Linked DNA regions of Mus musculus: region 2 is linked to region 1. The links are chromatin contacts, called in public Hi-C maps. All regions are on one chromosome and are shown on one strand. The core of a region is the stretch at or near the end of the contact, and the rest is flanking DNA. Distances in the headings are between cores, read along the strand shown. Region 1 holds the start of Baalc (brain and acute leukemia, cytoplasmic). Region 2 overlaps Fzd6 (frizzled class receptor 6).

What was found. A called contact is a pair of places that touch in the nucleus more often than the background predicts.
Region 2: a Hi-C map of uterus shows a contact between it and region 1, with 3 times the contacts expected there. The contact joins the enhancer-like site here to the promoter of Baalc in region 1. A contact is called at or near these places in 2 of 39 promoter capture datasets (epiblast stem cells and macrophages), 3 of 484 Hi-C or Micro-C datasets (nephron progenitors, trophoblast stem cells and uterus), 3 of 115 datasets of contacts at active chromatin or transcription factors (embryonic stem cells, extraembryonic endoderm stem cells and neural progenitor cells) and 3 of 9 other capture datasets (adipose tissue, liver and pancreatic islet).

What each region holds. Positions count from the first base shown.
Region 1 is chr15:38,931,525-38,938,544 of GRCm38.p6, forward strand. Baalc (brain and acute leukemia, cytoplasmic) reads left to right here and starts at 2,385. Exons shown (of 2, transcript NM_080640.6): 1 at 2,385-2,552. The coding sequence starts at 2,385.
Region 2 is chr15:39,022,333-39,029,352 of GRCm38.p6, forward strand. It overlaps Fzd6 (frizzled class receptor 6), which reads left to right. Exons shown (of 7, transcript NM_001162494.1): 3 at 3,334-3,530. Among named protein-coding and RNA genes, the nearest start is that of Gm7194, 16 kb to the right of the region's middle. Within about 2 kb of position 3,664, at least 6 of the 459 cell types and tissues checked have an H3K27ac peak or open chromatin away from gene starts, as enhancers often do. A contact at or near this core is called in uterus, where this site is marked.

The DNA of each region.
Region 1 (7,020 bases), core at 1,135-3,634:
TGGGCATGTGTTCTGGATCTGAGCCTAGACAGGGCTTCATGAGCCAGGGTTCCCTCTGATGTAACATCAGAGATTCTTCTCAAACATGTTACCAACCTCTTACACTTCGATTTTCGTTCATTGAGGGAAAATACTTGCAGCCATTTCTTTATGACTTTGGACAGACTTTCTGATCACCTTCACCAGGGATAGCAAGGTGCTGAGGTTGAGGAGCAAACTTGTTCTGCATGTGGCTGCCAGCTACCATTTTAAACTTCTGCAGTCTGCCCTCCTACTCGGCTTCATTTCTAAAATAGCCAGAAGCTTTGGCAAGAAGCCACTGGTCGCAGTTTATCAAGCAGCGGCATGTCTGTTTCCCAGCTTTTGACAAAGTCAGTCATTTGGTTTGTCTCCGGGATGGAAATTTTGTGGAAGATGTTCACATTAGGATGTTGCCTCTCTAGGGGCAGGCAAATTTTAAGGAGCTGGCAAATTTATCTCAGTTTATGATGCTTTTCCAGAATCCACTGTGAGACAAATAAAGATAAGCATTTTGCCCATAACCCTCAGAATAAGCAAGAGCATTAATCTGTTAGATGGAGATCTGTATGTAGCAGCTACATCTATGATCATAATATAAGGATCCTGTGCAGTCTCTAAAGTCCTCTGCCTCAGAATCTAGGGGGACTTTCAGAAATCCATGTTCCTGAGTCTCTACTGAATCAGAAATCTGGGCCAATGGATGTCAGGATTTGCATTTTAAGACACCATTAATGGGTTTCCTAAGCACTAAGGTTGAGAGCAGCCTGCTTGGGAGTTTTACTAGGAGGAAGCACTTGCTTGTACCCCAAGCCTCAGAAAAGCACAGGTCTAGAATTAGACTTCAATGTCTCCTCCTTTACAGTAAGGGCAAGTCCCCCACCCCAGGCTGGAGTAGGAAGAGAGTGGTAAGCAACAGATAAGCAGATGGCACCCAGCATCAATGCAGGGGCTACTTTAGTCACTGAGCATGGATCATGGTTCCTAGTTCACAGGGCTCCTGTGAGGGTTAAAGGGGCAACATGCACAAAGGCTCTAACGATGTCTGACACAGACAGGGTAAGCATTATTTATGGCCTAGCACCAGCTGTCTCTTCCTCACAATCCTCTCTTTAGCCATGTTGGTTACATTCTTAACTTATGACTCACACAATCAGCTAAGTGCTTACCGACTAGCCTACCGAGCCTGGCCTATAAGCTGAGATGTTCTGATAGCAAGCTAAAAAAATGAGGCCAGCCAGGGATCGTTGCCATATGTAACCTTTCTAGATTGCTTAAGAGGGTACCCCAAAAGGTCAGCCACAAACCCCGTGTTTCTGTTGTGTGAATCTAGCTTGTATTTCTTACCAAAATGTGAAAATACAGAAAAAGGACAAAGTAAACTACATTTCCCTCTGTTACCCAGAAGTGTAGCCTATACAAAAGACTGGCTGGTCACTTTCAGCAAATCAGCTGCAGTCATGAGCCCAGGACCTCCTGGGCTCAGAAAGGGCCTGGCTCAAATTCAAAGCTCAGTGAACACTGTCTTGACACTCTTAGTCATTTTATTTTTGAATTTGAGTCATACAAGTGAAATTCAAGGCCCCTGGGTACAGCTTCCTGTTGTGAGCCAAGTCCCAGATGGTGGACGGCCATCTAGACTAGGCTGGTGGAGGAAAAGGGATGGCCTCTCTGGCTGTTCCCTCATGCCCGTAACTCCTGTGGCATCTGGCTGGCTTCTCTCCGCTCATTTGGCAGATCCCTTCTTTGATCCCTGGGCCTTTTTCTCCTACAAATCAGGTACTTGTTGTGTGTCCTGAATTCCCATCTTGTCCTCCTTTTGCTTTTTAGTGAGGTCATTTATTTGAAGTTCTGTGTTTCTTGGCATTTGTTGTGGGAGACACACTTGCTCAGTCCAATAGGTGGAGACTAGGAAAAATTATCTTTGTGTAACCGTCAAGAGAGTGACCTTACTTCTAGGAATTTATCCCAGAGAACCACTAGGAATAAAATTATTAATCAAAAGGAATGTTATTCCAGTAACATCTAGCATTAGAACGTGGAAACAAATATCCAGTTAGAGGGCATTGGTTAAATGATTGCTTGTTCGTACGACCAGCAGACGTGTAAAAAATAACATGGCCGAGTGTTTAATAATGTGGAAAAGTTGCCATCAATGTGTTAAGTGAAAACTTCAAGCTACAAAGCTATTTTTAAATCTTATTTTTAACGTAAAAACACACGTATTCTTACAGGAAAAGATAGCTTTACCAGGTGGAACTTGAGGCCACCTTTTGCTATTAGCTGCCCTTTCTTTGCCACCTTGGGATTGCTTGTAACAGCTGCCATTTGCAAGCCTCTGGTGCCATTCTCTCCTTGCCTCCCCAGGTGTGCTGGAAGACGGACTGTCCTCTAACGGGGTGCTCCGACCTGCAGCCCCGGGTGGAATAGCCAACCCAGAGAAGAAGATGAACTGTGGGACCCAATGTCCCAACTCACAGAACCTCAGCTCAGGCCCTCTGACCCAGAAACAGAATGGCCTCTGGGCCACAGAGGTAGGGTCAAAACTACAACATCAACTGGGGATGGAGAACAGGGGTGGAACTTACAAATCGGGACCACCAGCACTGTGTCCAGGGAAGGAAGACCTCGGGACCTCGGGAATCGAGGTTTTCCACCACTCAATGTAAAAACTTACTGCAAATGCCATTTTAATCCTTTCCTTGTGGGCTGTTGAGTTTTATTTAACTTATAGAAACGAGTCCTAGAGAGTTGCCCTCTGGAGGAAATGTGTGTTGGTTCAGGTACACAGCTTTGTCCAAAAGTCTCCTTGTGTTAGGCAGCAAAGCCAGCGGAAGGAAACAAAATTGGCATTGTACCTCATACCCTCTAATCAGCTGGTCAGTGCAAGGGTCTTCAAGGGTGACTCTTGTAAAATATCATACCAGCATCACCAGAAAGCTTGCTGTTTGAAAGAAGGCTGGATGCGGTCCTGGACCAGGCTGGCATCCTTTGATCCCTTACTTCCCAGAGGTTCTCCTGCTGTGCCTGGCTCCTCCATGGGGTAGGGCTGGGGGAGTGAGGGCTGCAGCCCAGAATGAAAGCTCTGAGCAATTGGAGACTCTGCAGTCTCTTCCTCCTCCTCCTCTTCTCCTCCTCTCCTTCTTCTTCCTCTTCCTCTCCTCCTCTCCTTCCTCCTCCAATTTCCTCATCTTCCCTGAAGTCCACCATTTACTTGAAGGTTCAGAACCCACTGATCCCACCTGTCCCAGCTCTGGCCTCCTGCATCCCGAGGGCACAGTTTCCTACCTAGTGATGGTATTCTTTTTGTTTTTTCTTCTGATCAGTCCCTTACATGGTAGTTTATTTCCCAAAGCACTTTCTTTTTCTGAGTTGATAGATCACAAAAGCATTGTTTTGTGTAGATGAAGACAAGGATCAAGTTTTTCCGTTACAGCAAAGACATTGTAAACATGTACATGGACCTTAAATAGCATACAATGCCATGGGGAAGAATGAAAACTAGCTAAACCCCGAGGTGACCAATTTTATTCCATTTCACTGTGTAACAAAGCTTATCGTTTGCAAGAATTTTGCGATGGAATTCCTTTTCACATCATTAAGTTGCTTTCAGTGGCTTTGATCAGCAAACCAGTTTCAAATTTGTCTCCAAAGTTCATTACCCGAGGAGACTTGTAGAGTCAATCTTTCAGAATCTCAGGTTTCTTAAACATATAGTGGAAATAAAATAATATCCAAAGGAACAGACAGATGGGCCTCCTCTTATAGACTGCGATACAAAGAACAATGGGAAGGAGGGACAAACATGATAGCTGGGCCCACAACACAATGACCTCATTAAGTGGAATGCTAATGGAGCCCAAAGGCTAGCTGGGGAAGGGAGATGGAAGGGTCTTGTATTGTCTACTTTGTGCATCAGCTGACTTTCAGGAGACCCAGTCATCATTGACAGAGTGCAAGGCAGTTTGGGGTCCACAGAACCATGTTCACGAGGTTGAGTGTTCTAGAGAAGGTCCAGATGTCTGTCTCCTAATCCTTCTCTCCATATTTGAGACACAGAATGTGTTATAGTGGAGAGATGGCAGTTACCTGGAAACAGCTTGATCTACATGCTTGTTTTCCTTGTGCCACATTCTGCCCTCCTCACCCATCATTTCAAAGTTGTGTTTTGCACTTAAAAGGGTGCTAGCTCTTAGGCCCTCTAGGCTTTGGAATCCTCCCAACAGCATCATGACCATTTTATAGGCAAGGGAAGTAAGGCATGCACTGTATGGCACAGATAGTACCATATACGTGATGGAGATGAACCTGGTGGATCAGAGCATCACAACGCAGGGCATGGGGCCATAGCTCAGTGGGTAAAGTGTTTTCCTAACAGCACAAACCCTTGGAGTTAATCCCCAGTGGGCAATGGGAGTACTGAGAAGATGAAGGTAGTGAAAGACCTCCGTGGGGATACCCCCACCCGAGTCACGAGATAGCGTGAGTGATTTGGGGTGTTGCCTCACCTGAGTCAGAACATGGGGGAGTCCTCACGTGTGGGTCTTTCAGTTGGAGGGTCAAAGTTCAAAGCTGCAATTTTACGATGGTGAGAAAACAACACGTACACTTTGGATATCACAATTCTAATTTCAAGTTGGGACCTCTTCCTCGCACCTGCAGTGCCACCTTCTCTTACATTGACAGTGGACAGAATAATGGCTTTCGGTCATCCTGGAGATCACCAAGGAACCAGCTGATAGCCCACGGTGAACTGTGGCACTGCAACCTACATTTTCAGCGTGCGTTGGGTTTATTAAGCTATGAACCATCTCCCCTGTGCACCAGCTCCTGGATGATGGCTCTTCTCCAGGAGGCACCTTTGGGAAAGCATACAGCCTCAGCCACACACCTCTTGCAGTTTTCCAATTCAGATTTACCAGAAAAAAATTGTGGGTTAAAGGCAATCCTTACTGGGCCTTGAGACTCTCTTCCTTAATTCTTAAGAGCACCCTTAAAATCCTCTGAGTTCCATCTGGCTCAGATGCCAGGGACTGCTGGAGTGCCAAGGACCCGGCCAGTGCCCATCTGGGGTGAGAGTGAGAGTCAGATGATATGATAAATAACATTGTTGCAGACTTGACTGGTGCTCTGAGGAACCTGGGAAGACATTAGTGGGGATAGTAACTGTTAGTACAGAGGCCCCCTCCAAAGCTCACATTCCTTTCTGAAGGGCGATGGGACACAATGAACACACCAGTGATGGTGAACAACAGGATTTTATGTTCTGAGTCCTCTGTGCTTTATAGCCCGTTGTGGATAATTGTATTTGATGTTAATTCCGTTCTGTGAGGGGCTGCAAACAAGGACTGAGTCAGCACTCAGGTGATTTCCTGTAAACCTGCTTCCCACCTTAATTTGTAAAATAAATGAGAGCTGATGGTTGGACAGATAAAAGGGAAGGTGGAGAGGAAGGTAGGGAGAGAGGAGAAGGAGAAAATGGAAGAGGGAGAGGATGCAGAGGAGGAGGAAGACAAAGAAAAGTGGAGCAGAAGCACATGGCCTGGAGAAACCGCAAGTTCTAAGGGGTCTCATAAGCTGTGGAAGATGGTAGTGTAGCGGTAGATCTGCCCAATCTAGGCGCACAGCATGTAATCATATTAATTGAGTTGTGTTTTCATTGCTGGGGCATATTTGGGTTGGAGATTTACCGCAACAACAGCCCATCAAACAAACCGTATCTCTGTTTCTTCAGTTTCTTCTGGTCCTTGCTTTCTGGCTGGCATCAATAGATGCTAATGGACAAAATGATCGCACCAACAACGATCTTGCAGAAACTGGAACTGACTGTCTCAGTAGAGAGAGCTCTTTATGTACCCTGCTTTCCTTGATTGTTTGGGACCAAATTGACCTCACAGCACTTAATAAGGTGTTTCCCTTCACCCGGCTCCCCACCTGTGCCCAGAAAACAATCCAAGAAGAGCCTCTGCTGCTTTCTGTTAACTAAGGCAGTCCAGGAACTCTAACCTGGCTCCAAACACTTTGATATGCTATTTCTTCAGGCTTGGATCTCACCTCCTCCATTAAAAGTCAAAACAGACAGAGCTTCCCCAGGCCAGCTCAGCAGGCAAGGTGCTTACTGCCAAGCTTGTGCTTGAGGTCAGGAGCCTATGTAGTAGAAAGAGAAAGCCAGTTCCTGCAAGCTATCCTCGGATTCACACAGGTATTGGATAGTACACACGCGAAGTAAAGCAAAATTCTCAACTGGGGCTGGAGAGATGGCCCAGCAGCTCAGAGCATTTGCTGAGCTTGAAAAAACCTACGTAAAGTTACCAGCACCCACCAGCTTTACCACTGTGGGAGCCACAGAGGTCCTTGTGTTCACAGATGAACACTAGGGGAACCAGGAACGCTAAATACACAGGGTTGTTTCTCCAAAGGAGAGATGTCTAACCTGTTTTCCTTCTCCACGGTTGGGAGTGGGCGTGGTTAATAGCATGGTGACCTTTGTGCTATTTACGTGGCTGAGACCACGCAGGACCCTCCCCACCCCCCACACCCGGTCGCTTATCTTGAGCTTGCTTTTCTCAGAGAATCTATAGAACCCATCTATAGATGCCACATGTACTTTACAAAGAGTTTCAGTGTTCTAAGGTTTGTTGTGCACACAGGATTGAATTAATTATCACCAGGAAACTTTTTTTGCCAAATTGGGCTGTGCACATTTAATATGCCTACAATAAGCTACTTGGGATCTCAAAGTTTGAACCTACACTGGCTACTGAGTTGTACTGAACTGAACTGTCATCTTGCTTGGCTAGCGTGCTCGCACTCCCCCTCCCCCTCCCCCAAAACATCCATTAACTCCAGTTCCAGGGAATCTAACACTCTTCTTACCTCTGCAAGGGCATGCGCGGAATGCATAGAGGCAAAACTCTCATACCTGTGAGATAAAAATAAACAAATCTAAGCAAAGCAAAACAAAAGCCCCTCAAGTATCAGCGGTAGGCAGAATATCCACGT
Region 2 (7,020 bases), core at 2,414-4,913, 92 kb after region 1:
TATTCAAATATCCCATGTCCCCTTCAGACTGTCTCATTAACAGCCGGATGAATGAGTTAACGAATGATGATGTGGTAGCACAGTGTGATAGATACTACTCAGTAGTTAGAGGGAGTGGACAACATGGGCGCATCTCAGTGACCTGGGCTGGAGAGCTAGCTCAGCATAAGAAAGAACATCCTTGAGTCCTGCATCCTAGAGTCCTGCATCCTCTAGTCCTGCATCCTAGAGTCCTGCATTCTAGAGTCCTGTATCCTAGAGTCCTGCATCCTAGAGTCCTGCATCCTAGAGTCCTGCATCCTAGAGTCCTGCATCCTCTAGTCCTGCATCCTAGAGTCCTGTATCCTAGAGTCCTGCATCCTCGAGTCCTGCATCCTAGAGTCCTGCATCCTTGAGTTATGCATCCTTCTTTGTTGTTTTCCTTTTTCATATTTTCATCAATGTTTTTATTAGGTATGCTACATACTCTACTTTCCCCCTCTCTTATTGAAAGTAGATTTTTTTCTATCACATCATATATCTTGACTATGATCTCCTCTCTCTACTGCTCCCAGCTCCTCCCCCCTCCCATCCAGATCCACTCCCTTTCTGTCTCAATAGAAAACAAATAGAATATAACATATTATAACATAAGAATATAATTTAATGTGATAAAAATCAAAACTAACACTTCCGAGTAGAACAAAACAAGCAGAAGGAAAAGAGTCCAAGAGAAGATGCAGAAACAGTGACCCACTTGTCTGCACACTCAGGAACCCCATCAAAACAGTAAACGGGAAGCCCTAATGTATATATAAGGGACCTGTAGGGTAAAATTAGAGAAGAAAAATATGTAAGTAAAATAAAATGAAAAGAAAAACAGGAAAGAGGAAAGGCCAGCCTGAGAGTGTAGCACAAGGAGCCTCCACAGACACCGTTGCGCTCTGTTTCCATGGCATGCACCACTGGGCACACAGCCCACCACTAAGAGTGGTTTCTTTTCCCTAGTGAGACTCCCTTGGAGGAAACTACATTCTTTTGCAGATGCTTATCAATTGGAGACAGCTTCTGGGTTAGGATGGAGACATGTGTCCATTTCTCCATTCTGCTCTAGGATGCCATCTGACACTGACCTGTGTAATCCTGTGCAAGTTGTCCCAGCCTCTGTTCGGTCACATGTGCATAGATCCTGTTGATTCAGGGCACTTTGTGTCCTTGGTGTCCTCTGTCTCCTCTGAATTACAGTCCTTCCCCCCCCCCTCTGCCTCTGCTGAGGTACCCTGATTTCTGATAGGAGGGATTTGATGGAGACATTAGGATCAGCCAATAGGGCTGGTTATCCAAGGTCTCTCACTCTCTGCATATAATGTCTGGCTGTGAGTCTCTGTATTTGTTCCCACTGCTGCAGGAGGGACCTTCTCAGTACATATTCTACTTTTAATTTGAGAGCTAATTTTTAAAATTCTTTCCAGGTCCAAAAATCTCATTATTTTACCGTAACCTAAATAGTTGGCTAGATATAGAATTCTTTTTTTAAAGTGACTTTCCATCTGAGTTTTAGAATTGTTCCTTCATTGCCTTCCGGCATGTGACGTATGTGAAGTGTTCAGAATTATTTCCTTTGCATATTCGTCCCTGGAACTGCGGCTGTGCTCTTTCTTTCTGGTCTGATTGTTTTGGCATTGTCATTGTTCATTCTTTCCATCTGCAAGGCGTTCATTATCCCGTGATATTTAGCATTTACAAGAGATGCCATGGGGTAGCAGACACCACACTAGGCCCTGAGGATACAGCAGCGAACAGAATAATCAGAGGTCCTTCTTCCTTTAATTTAATCCTAGTGGGAAGGGTAAACGTTAAGAAACACATGGTATCTAATGATGTGGTAGATATAGGTAGGGACAGTAAAGGGTGGAACATGACAGAATCCTCTCACCGCCTGCGCAGGTGAAAGGCAAGCAGAAGTCATGGCTGGCAGAGTGAAGGGTGCAAAGCCCAAGGCAGGAGCAGCATGGAAAGAGAAGCAAAGGAGAGCGGGTGGCAGAAGACAGACTGGAGCCAGTGTGGGGTCTGGGGTCTTGAAGCCCGCAGGCTTGGTAAAGACTTTGACATGGTCTGGTGGAGTCCTTGGACCTAGGTTTCAGATAATCACATTGGTGGAACTATGGAGTGGTGGATGTAAGTTTAGCAAGCGTGGGATGCAGTGAGACCCACAGGAGGCTTTCAGTGGGCCAGGAAGGATACGGTGCCTTTGACTGGGTGGCAGCAGTGGCAAATGGTCAAATTCGAAATATATCTTGTGAAGGGAGAATCGCAAGATTTGTTGATGGACTGGATATAATGTGAAAGGAAAGGGTAGAGGTTGGGTCCCAAGGTCCGCGGCCTGAGCAGCTTGAGCACCGTGAGGTATGGATAACCGTGGGACTGTTTGGAGTACCAGGGCTGAGTGTGGTAGACAGACGGACGGAGTGTGAGGTGTTGTTGGTGACAAATGAAGTTGTCAGGAAGCAGATGTTCACATGTGGAGTGCACAGAGAAATGGGGCTGGTGGTTTTTCCTGGAGCAGTGTTCTGGCGGGAGTGTTTCGGGATCTATGCTCTAGGGCATTTCCCTTGCTTAGAAGTAAGAAGATCAGAAGAGCAGCAATGAGGTGACATCCAGAAGAGTTAGTGTCCTCTAAAACCAAAGGAAAAATCTTCAGAAACTGGAGTTGTGGCGGTTGGTGATGTAAATAGAGCAAATACCGGAATTTACCACTGGGCTTCGGGTGGTGGCTGTCACATGCAGTGGCACCCGCTGTCCTCCACTCTGCCAGCCATTTCTTCTGACCTCACTGATTCTGCTCTCCTGTCAGAATAGCTGCACAGGCATCCTCTACTCCCATCTAAAGGATTCTGTCATGTTCCACCCTTTACTGTCCCTACCTATATCTACAACGTCATTAGATACCATGTGTTTCTTAACGTTTACCCTTCCCACTAGGATTAAATTAAAGGAAGAAGGACCTCTGACTATTCTGTTCACTGCTGCATCCTCAGGGCCTAGAGTGGTGTCTGCTACCCCATGGCATCTCTTATAAATATTAAATATAACTGAATAATGAATGTCTGTGCAGATGGGATGCATGAACAATGACAAAGCATGACTTCTTGAAAAAGGTACATCCTATAACATCATAATTTCCATCTTGTATGAGGAGCTCATACATAAATTTAACAGAAAGTGTTACTACCTCAAAATTTAAACACATTGAAAGAGAATTTAAGACTCATTTCGAAGGTAGGTGAAAAAGTATTCTCTTTAAGCATTTATGATTAACATTTTCCTAACTGGATCTCTCTATTTTTTTAATAGCACTTTCTGCATCTTGCAAATCTAGAATGTTCACCAAACATTGAAATGTTCCTTTGCCAAGCTTTTATACCAACCTGCACAGAGCAAATTCATGTAGTTCTACCCTGTCGGAAATTGTGTGAGAAAATAGTTTCTGATTGCAAAAAACTAATGGACACTTTTGGCATCCGATGGCCTGAAGAACTTGAATGTAACAGGTAAGTGATTCTTTCCAGTGAGAATGAAAACTACAAATACTAAAGACAAATGGCACTTTAGTATTGTTAGCGCGTCAACTTACGACTCACTCTGTTTGACTGATGGTATTTGCTCCACCCTCATAGGTAGGCACGGTGGGGGTGAGCACCGTAGACTTCTGGTTAGCCATACGAGAACGTACTGGTGCCTACACTGGGATGGGGAGTGGTCAAGAGGATTGACTGTTGAGCTAAAGAATGGAAGATAAGGCTGAGTTACTTAGGTGATGGAGAGGGGACGAACACTGCAGGCAACAAGAACAGCTTGTCCAGATACCTTGTGATATGAGTGAGCTCGACCTGTGAGAAACTGAGCAAGGTGGGGCATGCCTACATCTCAGTGCCCAGGAGGCTGTGCTAGGCAGGTCAAGAGCTCAAGGCCAGTCTAGGCTGTAGCGTGAGACCTCGCCTCAAAAAGAAAATAGAACAAAACAGCAAGGCAGTGTACCTATAGCAGCACGCGTAAGAAAAGCTGTGGTGCAAGCAACGGTCAGGCCCCTCAGCTCCATCTAGCATGACTTCCTGCTCAGAGCAGTGAGCTCACAGGTGTGTGAGGGTGGGAATGGCCTCTGTGTAGAACAGGGCACTCATACTACTGTCTCATGAGGGTTGTTGAAAAGCTCTTCATGGCAGTTTGTCTCAGGACTCCAGGCCACCTCATTTTCTAGCTTTGCTGAGGAGGAAGTGAGGGAAGATACAGAGCTCACCTCAACAGCCTCTGAGTTTGTTTGTCAAGATGTCAATCATTTGGTCCCAATTGAACTAATAAGGAAAGTGGGAAATGAATGTGTGTCCAGAACAGAGGGAGGGACCCAGTGGTGAGGAAGTGTCCGACGGGCCACTCTCGGGGAGCCTTCACTTTTACTAAAGTGGTGGGGCGAAGGATAGGAGACAGACAGTGGAGTTTGTCTGTGGTTGGGGTCGTACTGGACAGGTTTAGTAAGGAATAAAGGAGCAAGGACTGACTAAGAACTTTCAGGATCAAGGGAAAGGCAGGCAGATAGAAGGTAGAGGAGACAGTCCCTAGAAGTTGTCTGAGGAGAACACAGGATCCCGAGCGCAGGGTAGCTAGTAGGGTCCTCCACTGTAGCGAGGATGGAGGTCAGGATGGCTCAGAGTAGGAGGATCATGTGGTCACCAAGGGGCCTAAAGGAATCCTATTGGGAATAGCTGGCGTCTGCACTGCATCCTGCTGAGTCTGTACATTTGAGAAGTGACAGGTGTGTAGAGTGTGTAGAGGCACTAACCCTTCAGGTAATGTGGGTGATCCTGAGGGTGTAGTGCACACTCTGGTCTGTTGAAACATGTGGCAACAGTGGTGGGATACTTGGGCCTGTATATTTGGGAAGTAGATATTTGGGTTTATCTGTGGTTGAAGTTCAGATGGATACAGTGCAAAGATAATATGAGGGGCTGGAGAGATGGCTTGCAGTGGACTCAGGTTCAATTCCCAGTGCCCACATGTCAGCTCACAACCACCCATTAGACCAATTCCAGGAAATCTGATGCTTTCTTTTAGCCTGCGATGTCACCAGGCATGCACAGGATACACATACAAACATTGAGACAAAATACTCATGCTCATAAAGTAAATAATAGGAAGAAGAGTAGGATGAAAGAAAACTGAGAAGGGGGTTGTCTCAGCACTAATTTAGTCTGCGACTGTTTTAAATGGATGAGGACTGAGGTGGAAAAATTAAAGGATTGTCATGTAGAAATGGGATGTCCCAGTGAGGTATAAAGAAGCATTGCAGATGGTTTCTGATAAACACACTGTAAAATCTGAGCTTACAGACCAGGGACAGGATACCTGAGTTGATTCCTGTGTCATAACTAGAGACAGCCAACGTGGCTAGGGGTCATGACTGGGGAAGAGAGCTAAGCAGCCAGAGTTTACTGATATGTCCACAGTATGCTCAGATCACTAAGGGTGGCAGCTTGAGGGAACAGGGGGACATTTGAATCTGTACCCACTCACTGCGTTCTTACTGTGTGTCTGTCCTGTCATACACACCAAAGATGCCACAGAAAAGAATTCCCATCATCAGGGGTCTTACAGCTTAGTGGCAGGAAAATGAAATCAGTAAATTCTAGGTGTTCTTGACGGTAACATCTGTGGGCAAGATGTTTGCTCTTGGTGGGATTGTGTCAAAGCAGGAGGGGTCATGACTCCCAGAATCATGCACTGGTCCCTAAGCTGACATTTCCCCCTTTTTGGAGTTATACTCTGTAAAGTTGGATTTTGTTGAGAACAAACATTGTTTTCTTACACCAAGTCAAATTTGTTTTGTGTTGGGACTACTTGATACATTGCCATAGGAAGTGGAATCTCCATTTTTAAAGAAATTATATAAACCCCAAATCAAACCATTTCTCACTTCTGTAAAGCAGACGAACACTTCTTTTTAAACTCCATTTTATTACTACAAATATTCTAACTTCTTCCTAGATGTAAAAACAGTCTTCACAGTCTGATAGCATCTTATTTTGCAAATACAAAAGCAAGAGAGTCTCTGACTAGAGCCCGGGTCCTGGCCTGCTGAAGGATTTGACAGCTACACAGGCGCTTCTGTTTGCCTTTGGGACACTGGAACAATGGCACACCTTAGGCTCTCAGACCCCAGGACGGTGCCTCTTCCCTGCCAAGTGCCTTTGCTTTGGAACAAGCAGAAAAGCAACCCAGTTCTTGGCGGAAGCAGGTTCCCCAGCTTGTCAAGGCCCAGGCACACATTTTATGCCAGAACTGTACAGCAAAGTCGTGGCTCTGGGCACTCTCTTGAGAGTTTGTCAGTGCCTCTTCTAACTCTGTACCTTTCTCCCCATCCTTTCTTGCTCACCTGCCTTTCCCTGCAGCACAGCCTACTCACCACAGTGCAAGGGTCCTGGGATCTGGCTTGTCTTGCTCTTTCTTTCCCTTATTTTCATAGCCACCCTTTTTCTGTGTGCCTGTCCTGTTTTCAAGAAGACACACTTTGGAGCTGACACACTTTGGAGCTGGAGAGATGGCTCAATGGTTGTGACATGTAGTACTCTTGCAGAGGACTGGGGTTTCGTTCCCAGCATCCACACCGGGTGGCTCACATCTGCCTGTAATTCACACCAGTATTACTGTAATATTTGGGCAGGGTAAAATTGTCTTTATTATATATAAGAATCTCAGGAATACACTTTTTTCACCTCAGTTATTCTGCCTGGCCCTTTCTATGACAGTGAATAAATGTGATTAATGTGATTAATATTTTGTAGGTTTGACCAATTGCAGTTATAGTTCATAGTAAGAAAATAGATTTTGAAAGCCAGGTATGGTGGTACATACATGTTATCTTAGCACTAAGGGCTAAGGTGGGAGGATCCCAAGTTGGAGGACAGCCTGAGGTACGAATCAGGTTTAGGCCAGCCTGGTCTACATAGTGACACACCGGAGAGGGTCTTAAGCACAGTAAACTTATAA